Linked DNA regions of Mus musculus: regions 2 and 3 are each linked to region 1. Evidence: chromatin contacts called from public HiChIP or PLAC-seq data. All regions are on one chromosome and are shown on one strand. Each heading gives the region's core, a stretch centred on a gene start, on an enhancer-like site or on the middle of the called end of the contact. The rest is flanking DNA. Distances are from core to core; before and after follow the strand shown. Region 1 has its middle 34 kb from the start of Cyp2j5. Region 2 overlaps Nfia (nuclear factor I/A). Region 3 holds the start of Patj (PATJ, crumbs cell polarity complex component).

What was found. HiChIP or PLAC-seq counts read pairs in DNA pulled down with a chosen protein or histone mark.
Region 2: an H3K27ac HiChIP or PLAC-seq map of stem cell-derived neural progenitor cells shows a contact between it and region 1, with 9 times the contacts expected there. The contact joins two enhancer-like sites. A contact is called at or near these places in 1 of 484 Hi-C or Micro-C datasets (cerebellum) and 1 of 115 datasets of contacts at active chromatin or transcription factors (stem cell-derived neural progenitor cells).
Region 3: an H3K4me3 HiChIP or PLAC-seq map of embryonic forebrain shows a contact between it and region 1, with 12 times the contacts expected there. The contact joins the promoter of Patj here to the enhancer-like site in region 1. A contact is called at or near these places in 6 of 39 promoter capture datasets (cranial neural crest, frontonasal cranial neural crest, hippocampal neurons and 3 more), 1 of 484 Hi-C or Micro-C datasets (cortical neurons) and 5 of 115 datasets of contacts at active chromatin or transcription factors (astrocytes, embryonic forebrain, embryonic hindbrain and 2 more).

Annotation. Positions count from the first base shown.
Region 1 is chr4:96,696,719-96,699,669 of GRCm38.p6, forward strand. No RefSeq gene overlaps it. Among named protein-coding and RNA genes, the nearest start is that of Cyp2j5, 34 kb to the left of the region's middle. Within about 2 kb of position 1,338, at least 47 of the 459 cell types and tissues checked have an H3K27ac peak or open chromatin away from gene starts, as enhancers often do. A contact at or near this core is called in cerebellum, cortical neurons, embryonic forebrain and 3 more, where this site is marked.
Region 2 is chr4:97,922,664-97,925,516 of GRCm38.p6, forward strand. The region is part of intron 2 of Nfia (nuclear factor I/A); the gene reads left to right. Among named protein-coding and RNA genes, the nearest start is that of Gm40208, 14 kb to the right of the region's middle. Within about 2 kb of position 1,403, at least 57 of the 459 cell types and tissues checked have an H3K27ac peak or open chromatin away from gene starts, as enhancers often do. A contact at or near this core is called in cerebellum and stem cell-derived neural progenitor cells, where this site is marked.
Region 3 is chr4:98,394,305-98,397,109 of GRCm38.p6, forward strand. It overlaps Patj (PATJ, crumbs cell polarity complex component), which reads left to right and starts at 1,522. Exons shown (of 44, transcript NM_172696.2): 1 at 1,522-1,620.

The DNA.
Region 1 (2,951 bases), core at 88-2,587:
TCTATGTCCACTTGAGGGCGCTGGAACCCACGTTACCGAGCCTCGCAAGAAACTTGCTCAGGGATGCTCTGAAGCCTTCCAAAGGGGCATGCTCCAGATGGTGGCAGGAACCCTGACAGCCTGTCTATCTATGAGAGTCTAAATGTGCTGACTCGCTGAAAGGGAAACCATAACTCCCACTTAGGAATCCCACAGCACGGGTTTGAGCCCATTTTAAAAGAGGCATTCACCAAGCTGGAGGGAGTGGATCGGTGGGAAATAATTGGAGGAGGGGACACCTACCCAGGGATCTGGCACTGGTTGGTCAGAGTGAAGACAGATTTGGGGAAGTGGGAGATGGCGCTGCCTTTCCGAAGGGCTTTTGTTTGGAAGAGGAACTAGCTTCATTTTATGTTTCCTGCGGCTGAACTGGAGCCTATAAACAGTATTCTCTTCTCAATAGAGAAGAACAAGGAAAGAGAGCCAGCAGCGTAGCTGAAGCAGCAAGCTGGGCTAAGACTGTTTCCAGCTCACCCATGGCCTGCTAATGACACCACCTTAGGGCTCGACAAGCCAGTAAACTAACCTTTAACTGTCTCCTAAACTCAGTCTTTGCATGAAGCAGTCTCAACAGTGTCTCCTGAGGATGGCTATGGCGACCCAATAATTTAAATAAAGTGTTCAGCATAGTGCCAAGCAATTTTACTTATCTCTATTTTCGAGAGCACAACTAAAAAATAAAAATGTATAACTGACCCTGAAGACCTATGGTGGACTCCCATTAAAGGTGGCTGGCTCTATGCACCCAAGAATCTGTAATTGATAAGTGTTCCTACTCCTGCTTTGCAAAGGGGGCTAAAGCAGTGCTCAGAGAGCCTAAGAGATTTGCCAAAGTCTCCAGACTCTGAGGTAGGCAGGCTGAAAGCCCAAGCCTGGTTTGTGTCTTCCTGTGGCCCCAAGCCAGGACACGCCACTGCCTGTCTGTGTCAATGCTAGGTCTTCACCCAGAGGCCCCTAGGTCTGGTGAGCTTTTGGCGGGTTTATTCATCATACACAATGGCGCAGGGGCACATATGTTGCGCTGGCAAGGCTGGGCATATTTTCCAATGTCGGGGAAAGCAGTGGATGAATGAATAATACAGGCAGAGAGATCAACAGAAGGGGCAAAAGGAGGCCAGGGCCATATCAGCTCCCCTGCCCCCAGCAGGGCAGCAGAAGGCGCAGCTGGCGAGCTGCAGACTGGTGCTCCAGTCCAATCATCTTGCCGCTGGATTTTTGCACAGCTTTCCTTCCCCATTCTTTCTCGGTTTTGACACTTGTGATTATTACCAATCCTGGTGGCGCTGACGCACAGAGTGCAATGGTTACCATGGCATGCTTAATAGCGAGAGCAGATGTTTGGCAGGGGAGCACCATGCATTCTAAATACACAAGGCGAAAGTCGGTGGAGGGCGTAATTGATTTGCTGACTGCAGTGGGAAGCCAGCCCATGCCTGCTCAGGGCCAGGGCACCCTACCACACATCCTTGCTTTAACACTGCACAGTCTCATCATCAGCTGACCTCTGGTAGGCCCCTGGCTTTCCATGTTATCAATTCCCACCTGCTCGCTTGTCTTCTGCAGTACTTAACACCTGCAGCCTCCCAAACAAGCTGTGTCTGGTCTGTCTCCCGTCTGGGCTTGGCACAGCTGTTCCTACAGCTCAAGACGAGGTTCCTTTGTCTGCTGAGCAACACCCATGCAGACCCCAATTCTCAACTCAATCCTCTGTGTGTCTTGGTTATATCTGAATCGCTGAAACTGCTTGCTTTCTTCGTGGAATTTACTGCTGTGTTGTAGCTTGCTTGACTTCTCTCTGGGTAGAATGGTAGTTTCTTGAGGTCAGGAACTATGATATCTGTAAAAACAACAAGAGCAATAAATAAATAAATAAATAAATAAATAAATAAATAAATAAATAAATAAAACACTTGACTTTAATTTAAAGGGGGAAATGACACCAAATTAAACTTTCATTCATTACCATCAGGATCGAGTTTCTTGCGAAACGCTGTATAACCGGTAGCAACACCAAGTGGTGGCCATGGACGCACCCCCTCCCTGTACACAGGCTAGTTATCTGTATGCACAGAACCATTTTCTATTCCCCAGCTTCTCCTAGAAATCTGCAGTCCTTCTCTCATCCACCTCTAGGTTTTCCAATCTCATCTGCCAGTGAAGACGCTTCTTGATCATTACGCAGTTTCTTTGGCATACCCTCCCAAACATGTGTGCCCACTTCTTGCTTCTGCTTCCCCAACACCTCGTGCTAATTGCTTTCTCATTGCTCTGACAAAATACCCTGACAGAAGCAACTTCAAGGAGGAAGGGCTCACTTTTGCTTGCAGTCCAAGAAGAATATAGCCAATCATGACAGAGAGGCATGGTAGTAGGTTTGGTGGCAGGAACAGGATAGCTATAGTCTCATTGCACTCAGGCTTAGGATAGAGTGAGCAGGAAAATGGGGCCAGTCTTAAGTCCCAGTCCAATGGCTCACTTTCTGTGGCAATGCTCTTCGTCCTTTTTCTTTAACAGCATCATCAGCTGAGGGTCAAATATATGAAACATGAGCCTATAGAGGACATTTCACATTCAAATCAGAAGGTCCATCCCTATCGCTTCTCGGCCTTTTGGCTAAGATCAAGTGTAGAAGGTCCATCCCTGAAACTTCTTCAGTCCAATGTCAAAGGTCCCTATAGTCCCAGGAAAATCCCAGCACTGTTCAAACATCCAAAGTTTCATCAAAAACCCAAGGCAGTCTCTCAACTGTGACTTCCTCTGCCATTTATTTTTTAAGAATTGCATACTTCCAACATACATTAGCAGAGTATAGATTCCCACTCCATAGGAAGGAATGGGACACAGTAATGAAAGGTAGAGCCAAAGCAAGACCAAAACCTAGCAGGGAAAACACTAAGTTCTGCAGTTCTATA
Region 2 (2,853 bases), core at 153-2,652, 1.2 Mb after region 1:
GGTATTTAAATAAATGTGTTGCCGTTTTATTTAGTAACTCTAGTCTTTTATCTTTGGCCATCACAAAATTTAGAATTCTTTAGGCTTTATTGTCCTGTTTGTGATTTGGCAATAATAGTTGGCTAATAAAAGAATAGTTTGGGGATTGTTTTCCCCCCAAAAGTATGAACAATATGGTCCTTTTATCATAAAGCTTCTCCCTGTGTTGATATGGAATTATTAAATATTCATAACATTCAAAGGAAGTTACTGAATCGTGCCGTAAAGTGTTATTTATTTCAGTATGAAAAGATATTTTCGGATTATTGGATTGTCATTTTCCTTTTCCATATGTTGTAAAATTTCACTCACTGTCATTTCACTTAATTCACCAGTGTAGGAAGCTGTACAGGTTTTATAACGATGTCGGTCCCAGCAGTGCACAGTTACTGCTTGTATTTTAAGTTGTTAGACATTAAGAAATGCTTTCAATGATAATGTAGGGTTTTTTGTTTGGTTTGGTTTGGTTTTTGTTCTGGTTTTCTATTTTTATGTAATCAAATACTTCAAAATTAAATATGTTAAAAGGTGAAAGAGTGAAGCCAAAGATGTTTTGAAAAACACCAAAATCTGCAAAGTTTTCCTTTTCTCTGTTTAGATGAGCCTTAAGAGTTATTGTTGGGCTGAGAGGTGGACGTTGTCTCCTTACCCAAGGAGAGTTTCGTACTACATGACTGAGACTTCCCTGGGCTCATGAGATAAGACCATGGGTACAGTCTGTGACACTCGGTTGCCATTGTCTAGAATCTAGTTCTCAGCTTGCCTTTGAACAGACTCTGAAACATTTTGATAATATTTGTGGGTTTTGTGGGGGCCGAGCATGTCTGCCTTTCTTTTCCTTACCTGCTCCTGGTAAGAGCCTCCAACATCATTTAACAGCTTGTCTGCTAACGGCTTAAGGACACAGAATAGCAGCTGCATTACATAATGTGTTCTAAGTTAAGGAATTTGAGATGTCATTACCCAAATGAAGATGTAAATTGTTTTGTTGGCAAGGCTTATAAGGAGGGTTTTGTTGTTGATGGTGGTGGTTTGTTGTTGTTGCTGTTTGTTTTTTTGGTATTTTGGAGGGTTTTTGTTGTTGTTGTTGTTGTTGTTGTTTACCTGCTATCACATTGTATTGGTTAGCATGGACTATTTTAAACCAGCATTCTATTTAAACAGTGTCAGCGAATTCTGAGAGCTTGCCAAACAAATCCTCAAAATGGTTGCCAAGCTGTAAGATGGCTGCCAAGATCTAAGCACACTGAGCAGGTTCAAAATGGTGACCAACTTCTCAGAATTTGTTGGTCAGGTTCTACTTCTGCCAGTCCCTTCCCCCATGCAACTAACACCCAGAAAGAGGGGTGGATCCCAAAGATGCGAGACTTGGCACTAACTCCTTGGCACGAGTCCTTGTAGTGTCATCCAGAGATTCGAGGAGTCACCGAGTACTTCTTGTTTCACATGCTTGGCAGGAGACGATTCGAGGGACACTGGGGTGAAAAGCCATTGTAAAATAACATGGCCGTTTCCTCTTCCTGATCTAGTGTGCACCAGATAATTCTCTGGAAGAGATGTGGGGAGACTAGACAAGGCAATACTTTCTTCAAAGAGCTTTTTAAGCGAGAGCAAAAAGTGTTGACTAAGACTTTTGGGCTGTGCCTTTTTGTACTGCTTGCATGAAGTGGCACAAACTTTATATACAACAGGTTTAAGATTTATTTTAGTTTTGCATTTGTTTACTTAAGTTTATAGCAATTGCATTCTGGCAGTTGTGCTACTTAGCAGATTGAAATAAAATCATAGGGTGAATTAAAACATACTGCTGTTAGTACTGATTAGAATTTTAGCTTAGTGTAAATACCGGATGCAGGGTCCAACTTTTCAGACACTTGGCATGAGCTCAATAGGGATCTCCAGGCTACACAGGAGACAGTGTGTGTGTTTGGATGCTTTAAGAATTCTTGGATAGGTGCAGCAGACTGCTACTGCTGGCACGGTGGTTCATTGTGCTGGCTGCATAGTGTGCTCGGATTCCAAGGTAGACAGAAGAACTGGGGAAACGAGAATAAGGGAGAGTAGTTTGAACTTAAAACACAAAACCCGAAGAAAAGAATTTCTGTTTAAATTGTAGAGCTGTTACTGTGCACTTTGGCTATGGATACAAACAATGATTCCTAAACTAAGGTGAAAACGAAGGGCTTGGGGCGATTTGAAGGATGCCCTGGTAGCAAATACAGTTTTAAAACTGGGGATTTTTCTGAGATGAACATATACAGATGGATTAGCTTCTGCGGGCAGTAAGTATAGCAAATGAATTCCTTAAAAGGGGCTTGTGCTTAGCACCACCAGAGACTAGCTTTTGTTCTGCCTGAGACCAGATTCTTCAAGGTAGCTTTTAATTGGCACAAGCAGTTTGGTTGGTACTTGGGTAGCTTTCAAAAAAGCTGTTGGTCCTAACAGGTGCTGTTGCTGTTGCTGTTGCTATTGTTGTTGCTGATAATAGTTCAGAACTAGAATTAGAAGTTACTTAGTGTGAGATTTTTTGAACTCTGTGAATTTGGGGTGGGTGGTTCAGCATGGAGCCTGCTTTTGGCTCTGCACACCGTAAGTCAGAAGACATCTAAGAAGAGTGGCTTTTGATACATGGAAACTTTTCTCTTATAGTTAGCCAAAGATGCTTGTTGCCATTTAAGCTTCCTACTATCCATTTCTAGCCTTTTCTCTCTTAGTAAGCAGTTGTTAATAAAGACACAATCATTTGATAGGAGAAGCCAGATTGATTGACAATGCTGAAATTTGAATTCAGGTACCTTTCCATGAAGAATGGTA
Region 3 (2,805 bases), core at 272-2,771, 1.7 Mb after region 1:
TTCCCCATCAATCACTAAGAAAATGTGCTACAGCTGGATCTTATGTAGGCATTTTCTCGAGAGAGGTTCCCTCCCTTGAGATGACTCTAGCTTGTGCCAAGCTCCCATAAGACTAGCCAGCACTCACGGGCAAGAAAGCTAAGATACCAGCGTTATGTTTTCTTTATTTGTTTTTTTATTATGAATGGGGTTACTTTCTTGATTTCATTTTTTACCAAGCCCCATTGTTTGTTATGAAAAGCTACCGATTTTAAAATTTTATTCATGTACTGTGTATTTATTTTTGAGACAAGGTACGTCCTGATATCTACTTCAGTAGTCCAGGCTGGCCTGAATTCACTCTGTACCTTAGGCTGATTTTGAACTCACAGCAACTCTCTTGTATGTGGTTTTTTTGTTTTATTTATTTTTTTACATTTGTGTGTGTGAGAGGGCATGGGGGGGGGTGCTGGGGGAATATGGAGCTCAAAGAACAACTTGCTGTAGTAGGTGTGGTTTTTTCACTATATGGCTTCCTGGGATAGAACTTGAACACAGGCGAACAGACTTGGGCAGCACCTTCCTTTACCCACTGAGTCATCTTGTCCAGTCATCATTGATTTTCTACCTTTAATACTGACATCCACAAATGCCATTTTACTTGCTTCTTTTCTATTAGTGTGCCCTTTATTTCTATTCTTAGTGTGTTTTTTTTTTTTTTTTTTTTTTTTTTTTTTGAGACAGGGATTCACAATACTACTTGAAACCCCAGAGCATATAGGGATTAGAGGTGTGCACCACCACCCAGCCATGACCGCTGTTTGCTTTGGCATAAGTTTCCAATAGTATGTTGAACAGGACAGATGAAAATGCATATCTTCTCTTTATTCCTTACATTAGCGGGGAAATTACATACCTTCTTACAAGGCCTAACAAATGTTATTTCCCTGAAATTATCACACAGCCATGAAGTATCAAACGCATAACCAGCAAATGCCCTAGTGTTGCTGTTGCTTGTATTATATTCATCTTTTGAGGATACCATTTTATCTCTCATCCCTGTCAATCACAGTGCCTAATAGCACATTTATTCAGTAAGATATCTGATGATTGATTCTCTTTAGCCTTTGAGTAGCCTATATTAAATAATGTAAATGCTTATCATCAAAATTCTAAATAAGAAAGACACTCATAATTACCCTTAGGATGACTGGGACACAGATTGACATTTACGATCTTTTACATTGAGTCAGCAAATCTGGCAAACAAAAGGGACACAAGAAGGCTGGATCAGAGGGGCCTCGGGCTAGGGGCTAAGTGGACTTGTCGTTTGTTTGGGGTCTCGGTTTTGGGTCAGCGCTGGTGGCCCACAACTCTGTACCTGGACGCAAAGGCCTCCGGCCTCCTCTCCAGGGCTGGTCGCCCCACTCGTCCCCCGGACCCTTCACAGGCGCGCAGACGCCCGGGGGCTCGAGCCCCGTTCGCCCCGCCCCGCCCAGCCTCCGGCGAGGTGGAGAGCGGCCCAGGTGAGGAGGCGGCCGCACTTCCGTCCAGGTGAGGGCAGCAGCTGTACTTCCGCCAGGTGAGGAGGCCGTCCGTGCCCGCAGCCCCGGGGCTCCCACCCCGCCGTCGCCCGATCAGGTAACGCTCGCGGCGCACCGAGCAGGGATCGCGCGGGAGCCGCGTCCCGAGCCCACGGGCAGTGCCCTGGGCAGCTCGCAGGCCTAGCGGCGGCCTGCTACCCACCCAGCCAGCCAGGCGCGGACTTCCAGGCCCGGCTGGCCGGCCTGCGAGCGCAGCGATCGCGCGTGCTCGCGGATCTAGCGGCCCGCGGCCTCCCGCAGCGGGGCGGAGCCTCCCCGCGGTCGGTGGGAGGGAGGGGAGGGAGCAGAGGAACCGACCTGGCCTCGAGTGGGCCTCGCGTCCCTCCGGCCTCTCTCTGCTGAGCTGGGGAGGTGGCTCTTAAGTCTTTGGGAAAGTTAATGGATTCCTGCTGGGAATCAAGTTCTGGAACGCACATCTTTCCCACCTTTCGAATGCCCCACCCCTCCTTGGAATCTTCCCTGGACTGTTGTTCCCTTGTACTTTGCCTCCTGTGGACTCTTTCCACTTCTGCTTCGAATTCCTCTTGAACTTGTTTGTCTCGGCGGTCCAGAGGCCCCACCTTGCTGGGCCTGATTTCTCTAGATTGTCTTTAACCTGCATCTAACCTGTGGTCTCATCGTCGTGTCCGACGATTGTGTCTTCAATGAAGAAGCTTACGGGTATCTAGCATAATCTCAGTTCCTTTGAGACAGCTAGACCACATTCCAGGTCTGCGAGCCTTCCCCTGGCTTCCAATCCACCATTTATTTCTAGGGAGAGGTAGGGAGAGGTGGGATAAAAACTGGAATCTATTTATTTTGCAGAGTTAGAAAATGGGAGGTGAAGTTGTGACCTGCTATTTTAGGGCTCTAACGGCCTTTATAAGGTTTAATGAAATTTTAAGATACTTTGAACGTTAATAAATGCGGATGTGGAAGGATTCATCCTAATTTAGATGCTATTATTGGTGGCATATAGTGGACTTGTCATCAGAATAATGATTTGATTTAAAATTGAGTTGTATGAAGTTGTCACTCGAATTGAACTTCATCTTCATGAACTCTACTTACTGATTATTATTGGCTGGTGGGGAGGGGGATCTAATCTAGCACCACACACATACTGACTAGATGTGTCCCGTCCCTTGGTTCTACCCGCAGCCATTGAGCTTGTATGGAGCTAACATAAATTCATTGTAGGGAAAACAAGGGAATTTTCGAAAAAGGAATATAGCAAAGCAGT